2 separate regions of the Zea mays genome follow, and region 2 is linked to region 1. The links are chromatin contacts, called in public Hi-C maps. All regions are on one chromosome and are shown on one strand. The core of a region is the stretch at or near the end of the contact, and the rest is flanking DNA. Distances in the headings are between cores, read along the strand shown. Region 1 holds the start of LOC100278893. Region 2 holds the start of LOC100284614 (BCAS2 protein).

The links. Hi-C and Micro-C count contacts between places; a contact is called where the count stands out from the background.
Region 2: a contact with region 1 is called in a Hi-C map of ear, with 2.0 times the contacts expected there. The contact joins the promoter of LOC100284614 here to the promoter of LOC100278893 in region 1. A contact is called at or near these places in 3 of 25 Hi-C or Micro-C datasets (ear, leaf mesophyll and tassel).

Annotation. Positions count from the first base shown.
Region 1 is chr3:39,769,176-39,772,698 of Zm-B73-REFERENCE-NAM-5.0, forward strand. LOC100278893 reads left to right here and starts at 1,634. Exons shown (of 4, transcript NM_001152022.1): 1 at 1,634-1,944. The coding sequence starts at 1,748.
Region 2 is chr3:40,107,807-40,111,329 of Zm-B73-REFERENCE-NAM-5.0, forward strand. LOC100284614 (BCAS2 protein) reads right to left here and starts at 1,810. Exons shown (of 7, transcript NM_001317967.1): 1 at 1,410-1,810; 2 at 1-119. The coding sequence starts at 1,661.

The DNA of each region.
Region 1 (3,523 bases), core at 384-2,883:
GAGACGTCGCCCAGGCCTCTTGAAAGAGATGATTCGGCAGCATATCATCATCGGCAATGGGGCGGTACGCATGCCACGGGGTCCTACTCCCACAACACTAGGTTCAAACATCGTGTCTGTAGCAATGTCCAATCCAATGCATACATAAGACCCTACACGAGTAACATATATGACGGTGACAACAACTAAAACGATAGATGTTGCATCATTGTCTTTTATGGGGATGTAGTCTTGCAGTCACAAAGCATCAAAGTGTAGGCTGGAGAGGTGTTGAAGCGGGCAACAACATATATGAACGAACAATGTGAATGTTGGGCGATGAGCAACGTTGAAATGTCGCTGAGAAAGAGGTACAACGGTTTAGGGACAAATAATCCATGTCATTAACCTCTAAGTCGGGCACAGAAACATACCATGTGTTTGGTTGCCTGTATTTGCTGGTGCTTGCATCGCAGGATGCAATAAGCTGGTGTTTGATTGTTATCAACCAGGCTCTACGCATGCGAGGTGTGTGTTTGGTTACCTGCGTACAGATGTGGAGTCAGACTCGCACGATACTTAAAGCATCTTGAGCCAGGCTCTGCAGACGCGAGCAAACTGTTCGCATCTCTGGAGCCAGGCTCCCGCCGACCTGGCTTATGCAGTCGGGCTACCGGGAGAAGCCAACCAAACATGTGGATAGTGTCGATTCTGGTCGCCGTTAGAAGGTGTTGTCAAGTAAGGGGTGTTTAAATACACTAGAGCTAATAGTTAGTAGTTAAAATTAGTTGGAGACATCTAAACACCCTAACTAATAGTTCAACTATTTTTAATAAATTAGTTAATAGTTAGTTAGCTAATTCAACTAGTAATTTTTTAGCCAACTAACTATTAGTTCTAGTGCATTTAAACACCCTCTAAGACTATCTCTAATACTTTACCAGTGGAGATCCCTATATTCTGCTGGACACAGGACATGTTCTAATAGCTGACCGACAAGTTGAGTGAGAATGTTTGAATAGAAAATAAAATGGTTCGATGTAATATTGGTAACTAGGTAATATTTTTAAAATTTAGATATAGAAATATGAAAAATATAGCATATAAAGAGATTCTAGATTAAACTAGCGATATATTTTTAGGAATTTATTTTGCTTTCGGACCTTTTATTTTTACTGAGATTCTAGATTTTTGATAGAAATAAGCGGTGTTTGAATGCACTAGAGCTAATAGTTAGTTGACTAAAAAGTTATTAGTGGAATTAGATAGCTAACAAATAGCCAGCTATCTATTAACTAATTTACTAAAATAGCTAATACTTAAACTATTAGCTACGTTGTTTGGATTTCTTCAACTAATTTTAGTCATTAACTATTAGATCTAGTACATTCAAATACTTTAAAAGAGTGTTTGAATGCACTAGAGCTAGCTAAAAATTGGTATTAGAATTAGCTAGCTAACAAATAGCTAGTTAACTAGTAGATAATTTATTAAAAATAGTTAGTAGCTAAAATATTAGCTAGAGTGCTTAGATGTTTCTAGCCAATTTTAGTCACTAACTATTAACTATACAACATTCAAACACTAAAAACCAACAAATAATTTTTTTGTTTGCCTTTAATTCGTAGCACACTGGATTGCATTCTGAACAGCTGTCGGAAGCTGTCTTTCCATGATCTAGGAGCCGTCGCCGTCGAGAGCTGAGGCGAAGCAACATAGAAGACGAGGGGGGAGTGCGACTCCTCGTGACTTGTGAGGGAGAGAAGCCATGGCGGAGATGGAGCCGAGCATCGGGAACCATATGGCCGAAGACCAACCGACTCCGGCCGCCTCCACTGTCGAGGAGGCCGCTATGGATGCAGATACCAGCGGCGAGCGGCGTAGCGCTGCCGCGTTGGTGGGCCTGCTCCGCGGGTTCCTCGCCGTGCAACAGCGCCGGGCCGAGGCCTACTCCACGCTACGAAGGTACCGCCGTCGTTTTCCGGTGCGGCCCAGCCGTCCCAGTTCTGAACTATGAACCCTAATGGTCATACAAAAGATTTCTGGTGACGTGTTAAAGACTCTGTAGTGCTGTAGGCCAGATTGTGCTGGACTCTAGTTCTGATATGATTCTGTAGCATTTTATTTTATTAGCCTTGAACGCGGTAGTCGATACAGTATAGGCCTGTTTCAAAGGTTCATCGGAAACAGTTCTGTTCCTGCCAAAATTGGGGAATTTCCAGCAAAAACATTAGATATCCATCCTGTGAGCAGCCCATCCCCGTCATGATGTCTCTGTCTGCTCTCCTGTCATCTCATCTAGTTATTTTTGGTGCTTCAGTTTATTGGTTTTTTGCATCCTGAAGTGATGTGTTTCTATGTTATGTTCGTAGTTTTAGGTTGTGTTGCTGGTGTGCAGTGTGGATTTGAGTTATACTTGTTGGGTGGTTAGAGTAATTATTTTCGTCTTACACCATAACTTTGGATTGTGATTGGAACATAGCTTTGAACTGTGGATCCTTGCACCATATATTAGGCTGTGTTTGGTTCAGCTTCTGGAAAGTGTTTCTAATGAGAAGCTGAAGCTCAACCAAATGTTTAGAACCTGAAACTGCTTTTCCAGAAGCAGTTCCTTTCGTGTAACTTAATTTTCACCGCTTCTTGGACCCTTATTTTGGCTTTCGACTTTCCCAAATAGGTGGAAATAGTGAGACTTTTAATATTTTATAGCTGTTTCGAGGGAAATGAAGAGACGGTGTAAGTTTTATAGTTGTTTCAACCAAAAAACAAAAAACTTACAATCTTTTGCCAACACATAGCTCACAACAACTTTTTTTATAGCTCACAAACAGACCTTTAGAATCTGTAATGTTTTAGTTAAGCTTCCTTTTCCCTTAAAATTCCCTATAGCGGATTGATAAAACTGAATTCCATGTTATAGGGGAGGGCTTCTATAGCAATTGAGAAAATCCATCCCCTTTACGTTCATGAGACCCACATGTCATTGCAACTCTCTTCTTTTATCTTCCTGTTCTCTCTTTCCTCTCCCTCCCATCTCTTTCAGTGCTTGCCCAAGGTGACAATGTGGCGACCCAAGTGCTCGTCTGCCTAGCGCGGTCTGGGCCCGCGTGCCCAGTGTGGCAGTGGTGTGGCGGTGTGGCCAACCCACACACTTGACTGCCCGAAGTGGTGTCGGCGGCATGGGGCCTGCGTGCTTCGTGCTTGGTGCACTGGTGTTGCGGTGGTGCTCCAGTCCTATCCTATGGACCCACAAGGCCACAATCTTAGTGACATGAGGAGGAAGAAAGGAGATTTTGAGAGGTTGAGAAAAAAATTAGGAAAGGGGATGTGTTGGAGCTTGTTTTTTTTGCTTCAATCCTTTTCATTGCTGGTTACAGGGAGAGGGGATTGTTTTGGTAAAGATTCTCTTAGGATTTAGGAAGTTTCTAGCATTGAACCCTCCAAAGTTGTTCATTGTGTATAATAGTAGGCCTAAAATTCTTCGGACATAAAAATAGATGTTTTGTGCAATTTTAAATGAGAACTTCGCCTACGTAGGAAGGTC
Region 2 (3,523 bases), core at 560-3,059, 340 kb after region 1:
CCAACATCATTCCTCTTGTTCATTGGAGGTGGCTCCAAACCATAGCGAGACATATCTAGCATAAAAGGAGGTTTGCCAGCCCTAACACGTTCATATTCTTTAGAAAGCATAGGATGATTCTGAAACAAAAAATGATAGCATACTTTACGTTAATTACACCACACATAGATTTTCAAACAGTCAAAACCTGCGGATTTCTTGATTCAGATCAAGGTTCCGGTTTTGATATGACACAATAGTTAAAAATCAAGTATATCTAAGATATCTATGGACTATGGAATTGAAATACATGAAAAAGAAGATAGTAGCTTCACAAGGTCCAAGTTTAATAACAGTGCTCACTAAATAGTACAGAATATTCTGTTAAAAACTTCCAAGTCATGTTTCAATATTGAATTTCAATTAGAGATGCATACTTCATCATAAATGGTCAATGCTTGATCCTCAGACCTCAGTGTCATGACCAGATGAGGTGTAACCTCAAATCCATCAGAAGTAAACATCAATCAATCCATCGAACTAATAAAAGCATAAGCAGGTCCTTTTCTGAGCATTATTCCTTTATCTGAGCCCGAAGTAAACATCTAGCACAAAAATCCTTGATCTGTGCAGGATGTCCATCTAAAGTACTGTAACAAAAGACAGACTACAAGAGCATGATGCCCCAGCTTAACATGCACTGTTACAGAAACGGATCACAAAACTGTGACTGTTAGATGTTATACCTATTATACAACCCAATTAAGGGGGTGTTTGGTTTCTAGGGACTAATGTTTAGTCCCTTCATTTTGTTCCATTTTAGTATATAAATTGACAAATATAGAAACTAAAATAGAGTTTTAGTTTCTATATTTGATAATTTTGTAACTAAAGTGGAATAAAATGTAGGGACTAAAAATTAGTCCCTAGAAACCAAACACCCCCTAAATGGTTCGCAGGTAAAATGTAAAGGGGTTGTCAACTAAAACTTCAATTTCATATGCAATAGTTAATTAGTTATAAAGTCTAAACAATGCAGAGATACATTGACCCAACCAAGTTAATTTACTTAGGCGGTCTCCAACCAATTTAATAGAGGGAAGAGGGAGGTATTTAAATATGAATAGAGAATGTGAATAGGGGGATTTGAGAGGGGGAATGGTTGGATTCAGCCTTAGAGCTCCACAAAATCTAAATAACGAAAACATATATTTATAATCCATCCAGCTAACTTGGTTCACTGTGACCTCTACAACTGCAAACCCTAGCTCCCGCACGACCCTCCTTTGAACCCTAAACGCAGATCGCACCTGCTAACATCGACGAAGCTGCAACCTTATGCTAAGCCCCTAACATCCGCGGAGAAAACGTAATGGGTTCGAGCTACTCCCCAATATACCTTTGGGGCTAAGAAATCTCTGCAACTGTACCTCGAATCCGGCGGTGGGAACAGGGGGCAGGTCCCGGAGGAAGTCTGCAGGCTTGCGCTTCCCTCGGCGCATCTCCTCCTCGACGAGGCGATCGACCTCCCGCTTCACCGCCGCATCGCCGTAGTCGCCGTCGATGTAGGGCAGCGCGTCAATGGCCTCCGCGTCCGGCACCGCGCGCCAGGGCCCCGCAGCGGGGTCGGACGGCGGAGGCGCCTCAAGCATGAGAACCTCTCTCGTCGCCGACGAGGCCATCGCGTCAGGCTGTAGCGGCGCAGTCGAGAGTCGAGACTCGAGAGAGAGAGGGAAGCAGTCGCGTAGGCCGGCGCGGAGGAGGAAGCGGAGGTGGGATGGCCGGATGGAGATGGAGGAAACGCGGCGCACGTGGGCCGTTTGGCGTTTTGGATTGAGCACGGTTCGAAAGGCCCGTGTCTACTGTTTTTTTTTTCTCTCTAGGGAGAGAACCCGTCAGCACTCTATTGAACCATTGAACTGGTGTGAATGAACATTCTTTTTTTGTTGAAAGCTAGAAACGAGATATCCATGCATCACATCGTTTCTATCTGATATCTCCATTGTATATTTGTCGTTAAAACTGAAACCTATCCATTAACTTACTTCAGGTTTGTTTCAACTCATTGATTATATAATTGTTGGCACAGATCTGAGTGCTAATCAATGGGATTTGTTTCGCTTGACTCTCTGCGGCGGTGCGGACGGTCCACGACCTGACGGCAGGAGCAGGTTTCGCTGCATCGAGTCGGACGATCCACGTGTGCGCAGGAGCGTGGCGTTCGCTAACAGCACCTAGACCTCGCCTACTGGGAGGGACCCGTCAGAGAGGACTGATACTAGGGTTTATCTTGGGGTCGGCAGGCCACCTAAGATGCCTTCAGATGACGTAGAGTCAAAGAGATGTGAGGATTGAGATAAATAAGACTACGTTACTGGCTACTTCTAGGGCAAAAAGTAAAGGAACGGAAGATATATTGATTTGATTCGATTGTTAGTGTCTACAATCGATCGTATACCTTCATAAATATAAGGGATGTCTAGACTCATTCCTACGCGTTCGCCAACAGAATCCACGGTTTTAAATGGATAAACACGCACGGAAAAAGGGCTTATCCGCCTCATCTAACCTAACCATGGATCATCTGTGTCTATGAGCGGACCATTCGCGGCCCGAATGTCCAGCTACAAAGTCAGACCATTTGACCTCTCCAGGGGGCACATATGGTGCTCAACACATGAACCCTACCTTTTGGAAAAGCTGAGTGAACCAAAAGCATATGATACAAGGCATTATCAACCTAATGTGTAAACATATATGCATGTAGCATCCCAAAAATTCAAATCTTGGAATTTTCTCAAACTTGCTCTAAATTCAAAATGAATTTCAAATTTCATTTTAAAATGTTTGTTTGCAAGTTGATATCATCAAATAAAATATAGTGGTCTATATTGTCTCTAAAATCCTCCTCAAAATATCCTACAAATATTTCCCCGGTGATCACCCTCAAACTCTTTCAGAAATACTGCCCAAATATTCCACCGATATATCTCCAAGTATTTTCTTCCTGAGAAATACCTTCAGAATCATTTTTGAAGTCCCTACAAATATTTTCTTCATAACTTTCCTCATGCTCACACGTATATGTATGCCTCCGGTGTCATACATTGAGCTCTACAAGCTAATTACACTCATATAAGACAAATCCATGCTAATCTCCCACTAATCCTCTCATCCTCCCACTAATCCTCTCATCCTCCCACTAATCCTCTCATCCCTCCCCCTAATCCCCCCACCATGGCTATAAAAAGAGGGGCAAGGGCCTCCTCTCATCCCACCCCAAGCCATTTCATGGCAACTCCCTCCCTCCCCCCCACACCCACACGCCCACTCCCACTCCACCTCCCACACAAGCACCCACTAGCACAAGGATCGTTCGATCGTTCGTCCCCCTGTTCTTAGTTTGTTCGTTCGTTCGTCCGATCGTTCATGGTTCGTTCGTCCGTTCGATCGATCGTTCGTCCGTTCGTTCGTCCAAATAATCTTTTTCATGCCGTTATGCTGCCGAAATTTTGATCGTTCGTTCGTCTGATCATTCGATCGT